5 separate regions of the Mus musculus genome follow, and regions 2, 3, 4 and 5 are each linked to region 1. Evidence: chromatin contacts called from public HiChIP or PLAC-seq and promoter capture Hi-C data. All regions are on one chromosome and are shown on one strand. Each heading gives the region's core, a stretch centred on a gene start, on an enhancer-like site or on the middle of the called end of the contact. The rest is flanking DNA. Distances are from core to core; before and after follow the strand shown. Region 1 holds the start of Arhgef2 (rho/rac guanine nucleotide exchange factor (GEF) 2). Region 2 holds the start of Fdps (farnesyl diphosphate synthetase). Region 3 holds the start of 1700113A16Rik (RIKEN cDNA 1700113A16 gene). Region 4 overlaps Ash1l (ASH1 like histone lysine methyltransferase). Region 5 overlaps Dap3 (death associated protein 3).

Evidence for each region. Promoter capture Hi-C pulls out the DNA fragments that hold promoters and counts their contacts. HiChIP or PLAC-seq counts read pairs in DNA pulled down with a chosen protein or histone mark.
Region 2: a contact with region 1 is called in an HNF4G HiChIP or PLAC-seq map of pancreatic cancer cells. The contact joins the promoter of Fdps here to the promoter of Arhgef2 in region 1. A contact is called at or near these places in 4 of 39 promoter capture datasets (cranial neural crest, hippocampal neurons, liver and 1 more), 7 of 115 datasets of contacts at active chromatin or transcription factors (the SCID.adh cell line, astrocytes, differentiating embryonic stem cells and 4 more) and 3 of 9 other capture datasets (adipose tissue, macrophages and pancreatic islet).
Region 3: a contact with region 1 is called in a promoter capture Hi-C map of pre-B cells, with 6 times the contacts expected there. The contact joins the promoter of 1700113A16Rik here to the promoter of Arhgef2 in region 1. A contact is called at or near these places in 1 of 39 promoter capture datasets (pre-B cells) and 1 of 9 other capture datasets (pancreatic islet).
Region 4: an H3K27ac HiChIP or PLAC-seq map of thymic regulatory T cells shows a contact between it and region 1, with 5 times the contacts expected there. The contact joins the enhancer-like site here to the promoter of Arhgef2 in region 1. A contact is called at or near these places in 3 of 39 promoter capture datasets (cranial neural crest, frontonasal cranial neural crest and liver), 3 of 115 datasets of contacts at active chromatin or transcription factors (embryonic midbrain, pro-B cells and thymic regulatory T cells) and 1 of 9 other capture datasets (pancreatic islet).
Region 5: a contact with region 1 is called in an H3K4me3 HiChIP or PLAC-seq map of embryonic limb bud, with 2.4 times the contacts expected there. The contact joins the enhancer-like site here to the promoter of Arhgef2 in region 1. A contact is called at or near these places in 1 of 39 promoter capture datasets (cranial neural crest), 9 of 115 datasets of contacts at active chromatin or transcription factors (the SCID.adh cell line, astrocytes, embryonic forebrain and 5 more) and 4 of 9 other capture datasets (adipose tissue, embryonic stem cells, liver and 1 more).

Annotation. Positions count from the first base shown.
Region 1 is chr3:88,619,206-88,622,597 of GRCm38.p6, forward strand. Arhgef2 (rho/rac guanine nucleotide exchange factor (GEF) 2) reads left to right here and starts at 1,954. Exons shown (of 22, transcript NM_008487.4): 1 at 1,954-2,116. The coding sequence starts at 2,054. It overlaps Gm20652 (a long non-coding RNA gene), which reads right to left and starts at 1,900. Exons shown (of 2, transcript XR_375820.2): 1 at 1,826-1,900.
Region 2 is chr3:89,100,579-89,103,638 of GRCm38.p6, forward strand. Fdps (farnesyl diphosphate synthetase) reads right to left here and starts at 1,389. Exons shown (of 10, transcript NM_134469.4): 1 at 1,284-1,389; 2 at 91-253. The coding sequence starts at 231.
Region 3 is chr3:88,176,071-88,179,040 of GRCm38.p6, forward strand. It overlaps 1700113A16Rik (RIKEN cDNA 1700113A16 gene), which reads right to left and starts at 1,715. Exons shown (of 3, transcript NR_045997.1): 1 at 1,517-1,715.
Region 4 is chr3:89,060,207-89,063,415 of GRCm38.p6, forward strand. All of the region lies in intron 16 of Ash1l (ASH1 like histone lysine methyltransferase), which reads left to right. Among named protein-coding and RNA genes, the nearest start is that of Gm24403, 13 kb to the left of the region's middle. Within about 2 kb of position 1,720, at least 8 of the 459 cell types and tissues checked have an H3K27ac peak or open chromatin away from gene starts, as enhancers often do.
Region 5 is chr3:88,930,301-88,933,453 of GRCm38.p6, forward strand. Dap3 (death associated protein 3) reads right to left here. Exons shown (of 13, transcript NM_022994.3): 5 at 612-720; 6 at 176-268. Among named protein-coding and RNA genes, the nearest start is that of Msto1, 18 kb to the left of the region's middle. Within about 2 kb of position 1,866, at least 4 of the 459 cell types and tissues checked have an H3K27ac peak or open chromatin away from gene starts, as enhancers often do. A contact at or near this core is called in embryonic limb bud, where this site is marked.

The DNA of each region.
Region 1 (3,392 bases), core at 704-3,203:
ATGGAGTCAAGCTGAAGACATAGAGCACTCAATACAGTTTTAAAGGTTTGGTTTTGCAGGGCAGACAAGGGAGAGGTGAGCAGGTGGAGCAGACAGCGAGCTGAGGCTGGGGAAACACAGTAAAAGGCTAGAGGAGGAGGTCACCCTCTTCTTCCATAGACCTTCCACATGGGCTTTACGTACTGACCAGACCCTCAAAAGAGTCTGGGGGAAACCTAGATTTACTAGTTACTCAAGAGTTTGGCTTATAACAATTTCTAGTTCAGGCCTTAGAGAAAATTGAGGTCTCTGCCCCCCCCCCCCCCAAACCAGGCAGCTCATTCTGACCTCTAGCTGATTGTTAGTACATTTCTCAGCTTTGGCTGGTCACTCAAGCGGGGCAAGTCTGGAGGCTCAGAGCCAATAGGAACATGGCAGGTCCTGAGGCCTTCCTAGGATTCCTTCAGAGAAAACAGAATTGGTCTGGGAAAGTCCTTTCTGCCTCATCTGGCCAGCCTGAACTGGACATTGTTTCTTTTTCCCTGGCCTTTACTATATAAGGACCCTGAACAGGAGAATGGGCACAAAAGGTGAGGGAGTTCCTAGGCAGGAGATAGGTCAGAGGAGCAGAGTGGGAGGGGAGCAGAGCCGGGGTGAGGAGCTGAGGAGCCCAACCAGCACAGCGGGTGGATGAGGCAGCCGAGCCCAAATTAGAGACTGAGGCTAAAATTGGCACTCTAGGAGTGCAGGGCTGGGCTGGAAACCTGCAGCCCTAACACCACCCTCCCTGCCCCGCTACCGAGAAGAACAGAGCAGAAGCTGGTGACAGTGGCTGGGCCTCATCTCCCTCCCTCTTTCTTTTTTCTTTCTTTCTTTTTTTTTTCGGTGTTTTGAGACAGGGTTTCTCTGTGTAGCCCTGGCTGTCCTGGAACTCACTCTGTAGACCAGGCTGGCCTTGAACTCAGAAATCTCCCTGCCTCTGTGCAACACCACGCCTAGCCATCTCCCTCCCTCATTACCACACACTTTTGGGACTAGATTAGGTAGTACCCTAAATTTTTACAAAACTTTGCCCCAGGGTGCTCAGGTTTTTACAGAGAAATCGGAGACCTTGATAGGTGGAAACGGAGCAGACTGGAGAATTTCCCCAGTGGCAGGAAACTCAGGTTGACTCAAAGGGTCCAGAGAAATGAAAACCCACCCACACTCCTCAGCAAGCTCAAACGTTTCCAGACAGGGCCAAGTTGTTTCTATAGTCTCCTGTGGCAGAGAAAACTGGTGTCAGGACACAAGGAAGGATTTCCTCAGCTAGCCTCAGGAAAGGTGGAGCCTTCTCACCTTCACTGCCAAAGTAATTGGCAGAGGTGGGGCTGAGAAGGATGGTCAGAGTGTGGTCCACAAGGCCCAGAGGGGTGAGAAGCTGGGCGGGGGGTGGGGGGGGGTGAGGGGAAAACCCTCTCTTGTGGACTCCTAGCTTTTGGAAAGGAGTCCCCTTCTTCACTCTTTTGGGGGAGTGAAGCCTGTTAACGATGAAGCTTCTAGTTCCCCTTTCATTGCCCCCTCCCTCTTGTCATACCAGTCCAACATTGTAAAAGCGGTCTGTGTACTCAAGCCTGTTTGATGAGTGAGCCCTTATGGCTAGGTCTCCCAGTTACCGATAAGGTGATAGAATCCCCTTAGGGTCTTTAAAGAGTGAAGTTACCCGGAATGGGCGCCGGTGTTTTTCAAGGACAGCCGAGCTAAGGGAGGTCGCTGAGGTCAGAGAGTGTTCCTAAGCGCTAAAGGGAAAAGGGATCCTCGAACCTGTCCCAAGGACCCCTGTCCAGCAGACTGCAGCGATACTAACCCCGGCGTCCCGTCCGGTGCGCGGGTACCCCGCCCTGCCTCCGCTCCGCCTCTCCCCTTCCTGAGCTCGGGTGGGGGAGGAGACTAGGGTTTGAGGAACTGGTGCTGGGTGCAGGGGCGAGGGGACTCAGACTTCCTGTCCCCGAGGCCGACGCGTGCGGCCGGACCCCTCCCCCGCCGTTGCTGGACACCCGGGGCCGCCGCGTCCTCCCGCGGCTCACGCTGGATTATGTCTCGGATCGAATCCCTCACTCGCGCGCGGATCGACCGGAGCAAGGAGCAGGCAACCAAGGTGGGCTGGCTCTGCGACCGGGCGCCCTGCCGACCTCTGGGCCTCCGCCCCGCGTCCCGCGTCCCCCCGCCCGCTCTGGGGCGCCCGAGTCCGCGCGCAGCGGCCGGACGGGGTGGGTGGGGCTGCGAGCGCGTGAGGAGGGGGCTGGAGGACCGCAACGTGACCCGCGTCTCCAGCACCCGCGCAGCTTCTGTGCGGGGATCTAGGAGAGCTGAGCTGGGTTACCAGTGGTTCGGCGGGACCGAGTGTTTTGGGCCGCTCGGAAGAAAGTTGCTCCGGTAAGGGATCGAGCGGGAAAGAGGGGCGAGCGTGTCGGGTTCCTAGGGACGACGCTCTTGGGCACCCCTTTCCGCACCCCAGTTCCGGGGGTTGCTTGCGGCCGTGCCCGCTAGCGCCGGCTCGGTCGTTCCCCCTTTGTCCCCACCAGCGGGTGGAGGGGGCCGGAGGGGGTGTTTTCCAAGCTCCCTCCCCCACCTTCCCGCCCCTCCAAGACAAAAGTCAGCTCCTCCTCTTCTTGCGGATGGACTTTCCAGCTGTGATTCAGTTCTTGCCTGGGGTAGGCGGGTGGCTAGGGGTCAAGACAGCAAGCGGCCGCCCATTTTCTCCGCCAGGCCAAACCGATCCATCAGGTGAAGCAAGCTGCCTTTGTGTCGCTGGGATGCCTTCTCACATCCTGAGCGTCTCGGTGCCAGGACCCAGAGTAGTTCCCACCCTTATCTGTTTCATCAGCTTCCAGGCTCCTGGTTCTCCAGCCGCCTCGGTTAACCCAGTTCCCCCACTCCCCTCAGCCATATTTCGATTATCGCCTCGGCTTGGGGGCCCTTCACCTGTCATCTGGAGTCTGGCTGTGTAATTATCAGCACACTCTGCAATACGACCTCTCCAGCACGCCTTTACAAGTGTCCTTTATTCCTGTCTTTGTATTCAGACGCCCTCCCAAATGCCATGACTTTCCTCACCTCAGCTCACAGGAAGTGGTGAAGCCGAGGAGGACTTGTAGATGAATAAGTGAAGCCAGGGGGGCCTGGTTCAGGCGGACGGCGCCTCCCTGTACCTCAGGACACTCACATTATAAGGCTCTCTCGGAAAGCAAAGGCAGGAAGGGCTTTAATCTTAATCCCTGTCCTTAGCGAGAGCGTAATGACCCTCCCGCAGCCAGCCAACCAAGCAGATCATTTTCAGGCTGGAAAGCCACTCTGCGAATGGAAAGCTGCCCTCTCCCTTCCTCCAAGGTTCCAGGCTTTAGCTACTTGCTTTACTGCTACACTGGGAGAAG
Region 2 (3,060 bases), core at 139-2,638, 480 kb after region 1:
ACTCCAGAGACCCAGGTAGTCACTTCGCTCTTATCGAAACCCCTCATGAATCCACACCTCTACCAGCTTCTTCAGTCCTGAATGCCTCACCTCCTTGAGCCGGGCAATAGCATCCCCTATCTCTGGGTGTCCCAGCTCCTTCTCAGTCAGCACCTTGACGATCTGGGAGAAGTGCTGGATGAAATTCTGCTTTTCTTGGTTATAAGCATCCAATTTCTGGTTCCCATTCATTCTGACAGAGGAGCTAAATGCTCTGAGGGAAAAAAAAACACACACACAAACAAATGAGAGGGTGGCTCGGGTGCTTCCCTCCCCGAAGCCCCACACCCCAACCACACTCACCGAGGCTCCTCTGTCCACACTTGGCACCACCAGCGGGCACTGTGCCAGGCCCCCAGGACTGGACACCCATATGCCAGGGAGGGTCGTTGTAGGAAACCAAGCCACCTCTCCCGGGGTGCCCAGCAGGGGGCTGGCAGCAGGAAGACCCCCAGAGATCTCAGCCAGCAGGACAGGGGCATCCTGGGTGTGCATGGGGGTGGGGGCACCAAGCACTCCCTGCAGGAGCAAGCACCGAAGGCAGATGCTTGGTAGCAGTTACCTAAGGTATCCCCCAAGCCAAGCTTGTTACCTCCTGCATTAGAACGCCCCACCCCGCTTCTAAACTCAAGAATTACATAAAAAACACACAGGAAATGAAAAGTTTGTCGGAGTGACTGAGATCCAATAGATCTTCACTTAAACCGAAAATGGCTAAAACTGAACACTTTCTACTTCCAAGGTTGCGTTCACTACAATTCGGAACATTGTATTACGGGAATTACGGGATGCAAGGTCCTTAAGTCACAATGTTAATGGAGACACCGAACTGAGGTTCAGTGAATGTAAGAGAGCTGAGCTGACGAAGAGCCAAAGCTGGAACCCAGGAGTCCGGATGTAGGGGAAAGAGAGGGAAGCTCTTAGATAGTCCCAATGAGGGGACTGGAGCCGAAGGTGCTGTGCGCTTGTCATCTGTCCCGGCACTGGTGCTAACCGCAGCCGGCCTCCGAGCAACAGGTGGGCGTGGGAGGACTCACAAGAGTAAACTAAAGGCCTGGCGTACGGAAGACTTGAGGAAGACGCCAGCGTTTAGAAATTCACGAAGGCACAAGCAAACCGTTCATTCTGGCCCACCGACCCCAAGCCCCGTAACTCCAACACGGACTGGTCCTTTAGTGCCTCGGAGCTTCACCCGATCCGAGACACGGGTAAACCTCAGCTCCAGCCCCAACAATAGCTCTCACCTGTTCTTCAACGCGGATTCTCCCGGGGTCCAAGATGTTTGCGGCTTACACCTAAAAGCTGAGCGTGCATCCGCTCAGCACTCTGGGAGTTGTAGTTCCCAGTCTCCAGGCTCAGGAGGCAGAACATAAATATAAAACTACGACTCCCGGCATGCCACGGACTAGGCGGCAAGAAACTCAGACTTGTGTCTCAGGGTGGGTGTGGCCTAGTTCGCTGATTGGCTAAATTACCTCGTGTGAGCATGGGCCTTGTGACGGCTGGCCAATGAAAGGGTGGCGCGCGGACCATCAGCCCACTAGGCGGTCGGCGGTGTCGGTACACCCATACCGAAAGCCTGGGAAATTGGCTATCTAATTCCTAGCTATAGTTCTTCCAGTGCTTCTGGTTGACAGTGTTTCTAAGATCCCGGAATAACCAGCCTTGCAGCTTCCTATTTCCAACTCTAGCAAATCACTTCTTACATCTTTGATTCTAGTTAGGTGAAGTCGCTCATTTTTCCAGCCCTTAGAAGGGGTGAGGCAATAAGATCAAGAGTTAAAGCCATGGGGTGGGGCTGGAGGGAAAAAAAAAAAAAAGAGTTAAAACCAATATGGGTCGTGTAATGAGTTTTAGGCTACTTGGAAGACTATATGACTATATGAGAGAAAACAACACCTTTCCCCCAGGTACTTTGGCGCCCTTGAAGCAAAAAGGTAAAAACTCAAAGCAGATGTTAGAACTTTCGGCCTCACAGTTTGCCAGCCCACCACGTTGACTCCTTTTTACTCCACCCCAAACCCCATCGCGATCAGAAAAGAGACCTGAAACTACAAACCACCTCAGACATTAATGGACTTGTCCTTGAAGTATTAGAAATAAGTTTCATTGTCCCAAAGAAAGAGACCACTACCACTCCGGACTAAAAGGTTGAAGGGTCTAGACAAGATAAACTTTACACATTGGTTTATTCTGCAAGGTTTCTCCATGTAGCCCTGGCTGTCCTGGAACTCTCACTGTAGACCTGGCTAAACTTCAACTCACAGAGTGAGAAAATAGTAGATTGAACATGGCTCGCAGAGGGGACTAGACCATGCATAAGAGAAGGTAGGGAGCTTAAGGGAGGGCCAAAACAGCATAGCCGAGGTTATAAGAATGTGAAGTGAGGGAAGAGAAGCTCCTGAGATAGAGACGTTTAGGATAATGGGGGAGCTGAGAAGAGCCAGGAACATGTGATATACTGTGAGAGCCTGGATATACTGGGGGAGCCTGGAGGCCGGCATAATTTTTGTCCCTTCTGCTGCCCATGTAAGGGTAACCCCTTTGGTAAAGGGGAACCGGTTTCACAAGTTCCTAACGAATGCTAGTTTTGGTCAGAATTTGAGGAAATGGAGTTTTCTTTAGAGCTCCTTTGGACAGTAACAACATAAGAAACAGACAAGCCAGGGTAACAAAAATAGTCATGAAACAAACTCATGGTAATACCCAATTAACTGCCAGGATGCCAAGTCTGTGCAAGAAGAGAAGAGCTGTCAACCACTGGCTTTGCAAATGGAAAAGAATAAATTAAGATGGTTATCTCATACTGAGGGAAAAGGCAGTAGACTCCCTGATAGGCAGGCCGACGTGGGAAGGGCTGTGACTACTGAGTAATAGCGATGGTGGACTTCCAAGGTGACTGGCTCCTTCCTCACACTCCTGAGCAGAGGCAAACGTCTCTCAGGTTAGAACAAAGGCTTTGTGAACATTTTCTTCTGAAAGCATAGCCACTGTTGATTCAAGGCAGTTCATGACATATTT
Region 3 (2,970 bases), core at 465-2,964, 440 kb before region 1:
TTTTATGTGATTTTCTTTTTCTTTTTTGGTTTTTCGAGACAAGGTTTCTCTGTTTCCTGGCTGTCCTGGAACTCACTATGAGACCAGGTTAGCCTCGAACGCAGAAATCCACCTGCCTCTGCCTCCCAAGTGCTGGGATTAAAGGTGTTCGCCACCACTGCCCGGCTTTTTTTGGGCGGGGGGGATTTTCTTTTCTTTTTTTTTTTCCATTTTTTATTAGGTATTTAGCTCATTTACATTTCCAATGCTATACCAAAAGTCCCCCATACCCACCCACCCCCACTCCCCTACCCACCCACTCCCCCTTTTTGGCCCTGGCGCTCCCCTGTACTGGGGCATATAAAGTTTGCGTGTCCAATGGGCCTCTCCAGTGATGGCCGACTAGGCCATCTTTTGATACATATGCAGCTAGAGTCAAGAGCTCCGGGGTACTGGTTAGTTCATAATGTTGTTCCACCTATAGGGTTGCAGATCCCTTTAGCTCCTTGGGTACTTTCTCTAGCTCCTCCATTGGGAGCCCTGTGATCCATCCATTAGCTGACTGTGAGCATCCACTTCTGTGTTTGCTAGGCCCCGGCATAGTCTCACAAGAGACAGCTACATCTGGGTCCTTTCAATAAAATCTTGCTAGTGTATGCAATGGTGTGGATTTTATTTTCTTGTGTGTGTGTGCATGAGTGTCCCTGGAGGCTGGAGCAGGGCATCAAGTTTATTGGAGCTAATGTTACAGGCAGTTGTGAGATGTTGGCATGGGTGCTAGAACCAATTCAGGTCAGCAAACATTTTTTGTTGTTTATGTGCATTGATGTTTTGCTTGCATGTCTGTCTATGTAAGGACAGTTGTGAGCTGCCATGTGGGTGCTGAGAATGGAACACAGGTCCTCTGGAGGAGCAGTCAATGCTCTTAACCACTGACTCCCCCAGCAAACATTCTTATACAACACCCCTCTGGTCTCCTCAGGACACATGTGTACATACACATTTTTTTTTAATAAAAAATACTCCCAAGTTGCAACTTTTTGAAGCTGATCTCTTTTTTAGCTGAAGGACGAGTTCCTCGAGTATTGCCATATAAAATAGAACTAGGGTGTGGGTCTCTTGGACTCAGCTATCAAGGTCAGTGGTTCTTAGGAGCAATCAGTGCTGTCTAACTGTTCATGCCACGAGGCCAGTGGTTATTTTGGTCTGACTCATCCTTTAGTCCCATGGGCTATCTTTTCCAGCCTTGTGATTGTGTGGGAACTTGTTCAAGGATCAGCAGATGTGGAAGGGACCCAGGCGATCTCATCTCAGGCTCTGGACCTGAATGTTTGCAGCCTGAAATCACTCACTACCTGGACGAAGAGCAAATCCACTTTCCTGTCCTGTTTCAGACTTGGGTCTCAAATAGAAGAGGTAGCCTTAGCATAGTTTACAGGTCCCCCCCCCCCCCCCCCGTTCTAGCCACCCAGCCTAGCGAAGTTCCTTGGTAGTTTGCAGCAGGTCAGTTCCGGCCTCTCGGGTGAGTCAGATTTACCCCTTAGCCTCGTATTGGCTCAGCTCCACCTCTCGGTGTCTGTCCAGTCTCGGGGAGCGTCTCCACCCTCACAGGATAGCGGCCCAGGACTACTCCTATTTAGGACATGAGCTGCCACGTGCCCAAAGCATGCTGGGTGCCCCTGGGGAGGGGAAGACCCGCAGGACGCCGGATCACGCGCCCGTTACGCACCGCCCCCACGTGACCCGCGGTGTGTTCCGGAGATGAATTGCTTCCGGGTTTCAAAGTAACCCTCCACTCTAAGGCGAAAGGGGGCGGGTATAGAAGGTAGGCTGTAGAGTCGCCTAACATCCATTTCCGTACGTTCTGCCCCACTCCCCCAAGGTGTCGCTGAGACCCTTGACTGCGTCTCCGGGGCTTAGCAGGTGGCAGAGCACGCTCCGGAGCCTCTCGTAAAGTTCCGCCGCGCGTGGAACAAAGGCCTTCAAGCCACGCCCGGCGCCGCCTGCTACTCAGGGGGAAGTAGGTAACTAGGCTCACTCCATTGGCCCTTCGGGTGAGTGATGGAAGCACCGGCCAACCGCTGCCTGCACAAGATGCGTGCGTAGTACTCAGAAGGTTCAGCAAGGGTGAAACTACGTGAAGCTCTAGTTTTGGGCAGTTTCTCTGGGGCTCTGAGGAGGTGCGCATGCGTAAAACCCCCATCGTCAACTTCCTGCACAAATTGAGAATTAGCACCCTCAGCCTTGGCAATTTTACTGAGATTGACAGCACTGCGTAAGATCTGGCATTGCCTGGGCGTTCCAGAAGGAGAATCCGACAGGCGAATGCAACGATTTGTCATTGTCAAAACTGTTAACCACAAAGTCCACGCCGAAAAACTGCGTGATTGAATTATTTAAAAAAGGGGGCTGGAGAGATGGCTCAGTGGTTAAGAGCACTGATTGCTCTTCCGAAGGTCCTGAGTTCAAATCCCAGCAACCACATGGTGGCTCACAACCATCTGTAATGAGATCTGATGCCAGTCCAGGGTGTCTGAAGACAGCTGCAGTGTAGTTACATATAATAAATAAATAAATAAATAAATAAATAAATGAATGGTGTAGTTACATATAATAAATAAATAAACAAACAAATAAATATTTAAAAAAGAAAAAAATCGCGGGGCTGGGGATGTAGCTCCGAGCCCGGAGTTCTGCTGGAGTTCGACCTGGTGTGTGCATATAGGATTAGAAGTTCAAGGCTATCCCGAAATATAAGAGACTCTGGTCTAAAAAAAAAAAAAAAAAAAAAAAAGAGCCACAAATGATTTTGTTTGGAGAAGTAGTCACAGATGCCGTCCACTTTAATGGGCCACAGGTTGGACACGCCTTGCTCTATTTTCCTGTCTTCTGGCGGTAAGATTATAGTGCGAATAGCCTGAGAGCTATTGGCCTGAATCTGTGCAGACACCTTGCTACAGTAGTAAGAATATTTATTTAGAGAGGTTTCAC
Region 4 (3,209 bases), core at 470-2,969, 440 kb after region 1:
TTAAGCGCACTGGCTGTTCTTCCAGAGAATCCACTTCCAGTGCCCAGTGCCCACATGCAGTTCCAGGGGATCTGACAGGCTCACACAGACACGACAGTGCACAGCGGGTGGAAAAACACAGGGCTCTAAGAAATGCACAAATATGTATTCAGGCTAAACATCCATAGATAGATAGATAGATAGATAGATAGATAGATAGATAGATAGAGATAATTAAATGATAATAAATTTTAATTTTTTAGAAAAAAATCATGTAAAATAAAATTAAAAAACCTTTCCTTTTTATTTTAAGATTTTTTTTTTTATTTTATATGCATTAGTGTTTTGCCCACATGTATGTCTGTGTGAGGATGTCAGATCCCCTGGAACTGGAGCTGCAGACAGTTAAAGCTACCATGTGGGTGCTGGGGATTGAACCCAGATGGTCTGGAACCCCCTGTGCTCTTAGCTGTTGAACCATCTCTCTAGCCCCTACCTTTCCTTTTACAAGACATGTCTTTTGAGCACAGTCATGAATGAACAAGCAACTATAAATTAGGGCTAAATATTTTAGTGGTATAAGTAACTTTCTGATCAGAAAATTAGGTGTGTTTAAAAATGAAAGATTTTTGGGTTTACATAATAGCTCAGTGGATAATGGTGCTTGCCACCAAGCCTGACAACTAGAGTTTGCCTCTTCCTGACCATGCATGCACCACTGCATTCATAGGTTGGCACACATACATGCATACGAAATAAATGTTTTGTTTTTACTAAATAATAAGGACCCTGGGTTTGATTTCCCAACATTCACAAAGCAGTTTACAACTGTCTGTAACTTCATTTCCAGGGACTCTGATGTCCTCCTTTAACTTTCAGAAACATCAAGCACACATGTGGTACACAGATACACATGGAGGCAAAACACCTAGACACATAAAAGGAAATAAAATTTTAAAAAGAGACATAAACTATGAAACTGGGTGAAACATTTTGTTATGTTTGTAGCTTTTTCAAATTAATTTTTATTTATGTGGGGGGTGGGGGTTGTCTACACTACATGCTTGCCTGGTGCTCCTGTAGGCTGGAAGAGGGTGTGTAATGTCCTGGAACTGGAGGCCTGGTTGTCTGCAGGAGCTGCCAGTGCTCATAACTACTGAGCCATCTTTCCAGCCCCATAATTGTAGCTTCTTAGGATTGACTTTGGTTTATCTGTCTTACTTATTGCCCACGTTTTGAGAATTTGCTTTGGTTAGTTAGATTTTGTCTACTCTTCATCTTTTATATTTTGTTGGCTTTTTGTAGTTTTCTTTTTCTTTTTTAAAATTGTTTTATTTATTTACATTCCTTCCTTAACCCCAAGAATATAATAAGGAGGGAGCCAAGCTGGAGGCAAGCCTCACTGGCAAGACCCTGAGCAGTCCTTACAACATCAAAAAATAAAATGGACGGAGAGATGGCAAATCTTTAAAAAAAAATGTTACTTTAGGTGTAAGTTTTGTCACCCCTTTGATCCCCACACTTAGGAGACAGAGCAGGTGGACAAAGTTCAAGAGTTCCAGGAAAAGCAGGCTTCACAGAGAAGCCCTGTCTCAGAAACAACTAACAATGGGGGGGTGGGGTTGCCCATTGTGGTTCTTTAGTCCCAGCATTTAGGAGGCAGAGGCCAGTGGACCTTTGTGGGTTTGAGGTCAGCCTGCTGTCAAAGCATTCCCCAGGCCAGCCAAGGCTGCATAGTGACAGGGTCTCAGTGTGTCTCTGGAAGGTGGAGCTTCCCTTTCTCCCACGCCCAGTTGGTCTGACTCACATGGAGGGAGCTACTCTCAGGTCACTGCTTTCCGTCACTGCACAGGACACCATCAGAAATGAGATCGCAAATGAGAAAAGTCCCTCACTGAATGCTATGTGTATCAACATAACTGAATGAAAAAAATTAAATTCTAGAAAATATTTACTAAATTACTTCTTATTTGGAATTCAGTCAAATCCACACCAACAGAAATATCAATTACAAACAATTATGAGAGGCTGTGGATGTGGAAATCTTTTTGTTGTAAAAAGATTTATCATCCCAGTGCACGTAGGTGGTGCACTTTCATGCCCATCAAAACAAATAAATATTTAAAATAAAGAAATGCTGGAGAGATGGCTCATTGGTTAAGAGCACTCACTGTCTGTTCTTCAGAGGAACCAGGTTCAATTCCCACCACCCACATAGCACTGTCTGTAATTCCAGTTGCATGGGATCTGCAACCTCACACAGATAAATATGAAAGCAAAACACCAGTACATACAAATTAAAGAAGATTTGTCACCCTATAACAGGATTAGTACAAGAATGAGAAACTCAAATTTCTCTTTGCTTGCATAGTCCTTTAAAGCTAGCAGGCATATGAGCAGAAGCAAGAATGTTCCCTAAATACCCTAGCTATTTCAATAGTTACAGCTCACATTCTTCATGAGAAACTATTTTTATTTACTATCACTGTGTTATATTTTAAATATGCACTATATCCGTCATAATCCTCAATTTTTAAATTATTGTTTGTTATTGGGGGTTAGGTTTTTGACTGTCAAGCCTCAGAATAGTTACTTTTCCCCACTCCAAGTTTCAGTGTGGAGTTTTCTAGTTTTTTTAGTTCAAAGACCTTTAGGATCTAGAACAATGGCTTAGTATTATTAAGAGTACTGTGTGTTCCTATAGAGAATACAGGTTGAATCCCCAGCCTGTATGATGGCTCACAGCTGCCAGTGATTGGCATTCAGTTATCTGGTCCTCTCTGGTCTCTAGAGGCACCATGCACACGTGTGGTACACAAACGTACATACAGCTAAAACACCCATACACATAAAATGTTATTTTTCAAGTACACTGTGCTGCTGGGGAGGTGACTGAATGGTGCAGAACACTGGCTGTCTTTGACAAGACTCAGGTTCAATTCCCAGCACCCACATGGCATTGCATCACACATGTGGAGCACCGCATATATGTGCGGACATGAAGCTAGGCAAACACTCATTTACATAAAAATAATTAGTATCTCCACAAAGAAAAGAGAGGGTGTTCATAGGCTGGAGCCGCCCACTGCATGTACAGGCTCTCAGTTCTATCCCCAGCACCCCTTTAAAAAAGGATTTTTTTTTTCTTCTTTGAAACAGTGTAAGCCAGCCAAACTGTCAACATCGTCAGCCTCTGGAGTTCTGGGATTACAGGCAGGGACCATCACGGT
Region 5 (3,153 bases), core at 616-3,115, 310 kb after region 1:
AAAACCAAAGTGTTATATGTCTGTAGCTGACCCTTGCGAGGCAGGGGCAGGAGTGGGTGTGTTTCAGCTCAAGAATTCAGACCAGCAAGGGTAGTATAGTATGGCCACTGTCTCCTAAGCAGTCACAGTGCTGCCCACAGCAAGGTGACTGCCTGACAGAGGAGACAGTCCTTACCATCTGGGATATGCAGAATCAGCCAGTCATGTCTTGCACAAAAATGAACAGCATGGCAGAGACTGAGGGTCTTTCCTGTCCCCTTCTCCCCATCTGAAGTATATGTTAAAGAAAACATCAGCTGGGCGTGGCGCAGGCCTTTAATCCCAGCACTTGGGAGGCAGAGGCAGGTGGATTTCTGAGTTCGAGGCCAGCCTGGTCTACAGAGTGAGTTCCAGGACAGCCAGGGATACACAGAGAAACCCTGTCTCGAAAAACAAAAACAACACAAAAAAACCATCAGAAGCAACATGTTTCCCACCAACAGCATTTCTCGCCCACCTGTATTGGTGCAAGTCTTCAATCACAGCACTCAGGAGAGGCAGAGGCAGACAGATCTGCTAAGTTTGAGGCTAGTCAGGGCTGTATAGCATGAGCTTGTCTCATAAAAGGATACAAAGAAGATATCGCACAGCTGGATGAGCAAAATTGGTATTTTTCAGGTAGCCCAGAAGCTCGAGAGCTGGCTTCCTGACCATCAGACAAGCTTCGCCAAAAGTCTTCACCTAAGCAAACAGGAGAAAGAAGGTGGGCATGAAACTCGTAGCCCTTCTAACCGCATGTGCACTAACTGAGACACAGCCAACCAGATTCCTACACTCATCTGTGTCCAGGTCTGAGAGCTTGGGTTAGATTTGGAAATCAATCCATGCATTTTAGTTGATAGCTGAGGTATATTGTTTCATATCAAGACACACAAATAGCTACCTTCTGATGCTTCTTCTTTGTTTATATTTTATTTTGTGACGGCAGGAATAAAATCCATACCAGTCAAATGGATGCATATACCCCACCCTACTACTAAGCTAGACCTCAGATCCAGCGCGGTTGCTTATATAAAGACCTCTCCCTCCCAGACAAAGTTAACTGATGCCATGCCTCTAATTCTAACAAAAATTTTGATGACAATGTTTGTATGATCTAGAAGTTAATTCCTTTTTCTTCTCTTCTTTTATATTTTTATGACAGGGTTTCTCTGTGTAGCCCCGGCTGTCCTGGATCTCACTCTGTAGACCGGTACACCGAGCTGGCCTTGAACTTAAGAGATCTGCCTGCCTCTGTCCTGACTGCTGGGATGGAAGGGATGTGCCACTACTGCGAGCTTGTTTTAGTCCTTACAACTTGCTTGCTGCTAAGCCAGATGCCCTGAGTGTGATTTCTAGAATGACAAGGTGGAGAGAACCAATTCCCCAAATTATCCTCACACCCACACATGAGTTGCGTCAAGTGCTCCCACCTCTGACAATAAAAAAAATCAAATAAACACATTGAGAAAATCCCTCATACTAGAACCAGGTGTGGTGGTAGATACCTATTATACCAGCACTAAGTAGGCTGAGACAGGGGCATTGCTACAAACTGGAGGCTAGCCAAGATAACATAGTCGTACCCTTTCCAGGACAATGAGCCCACAATGATACCAATCACCCAAACAAAAACAAATTCACAAACACCATGCCAGTCAACCCCCCCACCCCCGTCCCCCAATAAAAAATAAGGGCAACACCACAAAGAAAAATCTGGAACTGCGACAGTGCAGGTGAGAAAGCCTCTGTGTAAGCTGAGAACCAGAGGTTAAGCTCCAACACCCATAAAAAGTATCAGGGCACAGGAGTGTGCTTGTAGCCTAGCAGCAGAGCTTAGCGAGGTGGATGCCTGAGGCTCTGTCACCAGCCAGTGGCCTTCTAGCCAGGGCAGGCCCCAGTTCTCGTTAAAAACTGAAAGGGGGAGGGGGAGCTGGAGAGAAGCTAGTTAGTAAAGAGCGGCTGCTCTTGCAGAGGTACCAGGCTTGGTTCCTAGCACATCAGTGGCTGCTCACAACTGTCTAACTCCAGCTCCAGAGGATCCTGCACCCATGCCTGATTCTTCTGGCACTGAAAACATGTGATACACAGGCAAACATGAAGACAAAACACCTATATTAAACAAATAAACACGCCAGTAAAACGTGAATGTCTCTTGAGGAAGGACACTTCAGTCCTGATGTCAGGGTTCTATACATATGTCCATATGTACACCTGAACGTACTTCATACATACATACAATTTATTTGGAAAACCATTCCTGTTTAGCACAGACATAATTTTTTTCTTCTCTCTCTCTCTCTCTCTCTCTCTCTCTCTCTCTCTCTCTCTCTCTCTCTCTCTCTTCTCTCTCTCTAAAGAAGATCTCGCCAGGCGTGGTGGCGCATGCCTTTAATCCCAGCACTCGGGAGGCAAAGGCAGGTGGATTTCTGAGTTTGAAGCCAGCCTGGTCTACAGAGTGAGTTCCAGGATAGCCAGGACTACCCAGAGAAACCCTGTCTCGAAAAACCAAAAAAAAAAAAAAAGATCTCATGTAGGCAAGGGTGACCTTGAAGCTCTTCCTGCTTCTACTCCCAGGGTGGTAGGCTGATAGGTCTGTCTCCAAACATGAGGTTTTGAATTAGGACCTCATACTGTATGTAACCCAGGCTAGCCCATTACTCACCATGCAGTCCAAACTGGTCCCAAACTTGAAGTAATCCTCCCACTGCTGCCTCTTTATAAATTACTTTTTAAAAAAAGATTTATGTATTTATATTTATATGAGTACACTGTAGCTGTCTTCTGACACACCAGAAGAGGGCATCAGACCCCATTATAGTTGGTTGTGAGTCACCATATGGTTGCTGGGAATTGAACTCAAGACCTCTGAAAGAGCAGCCTGTGCTCTTAACTGCTGGGCCATCTCCCCAGTCTTCCACTGCTGCCTCTTAAGCGCTGGGATTACAGGTATGTGTCCACACACCTACCTTCAATTCACTTAGAATAATTATCTGAAATGTCAAGAGTTCTGGAAACTTGCTCAGTAACTCAAGGAAAAAAGTGCTGATTATAAAAGAATCCTTTCCTGGTTCTGAAGTGTACTTAAGTGGCTAACAAAAGATAAATCCTAAACGTGGTGCCTACGAGTCCTTA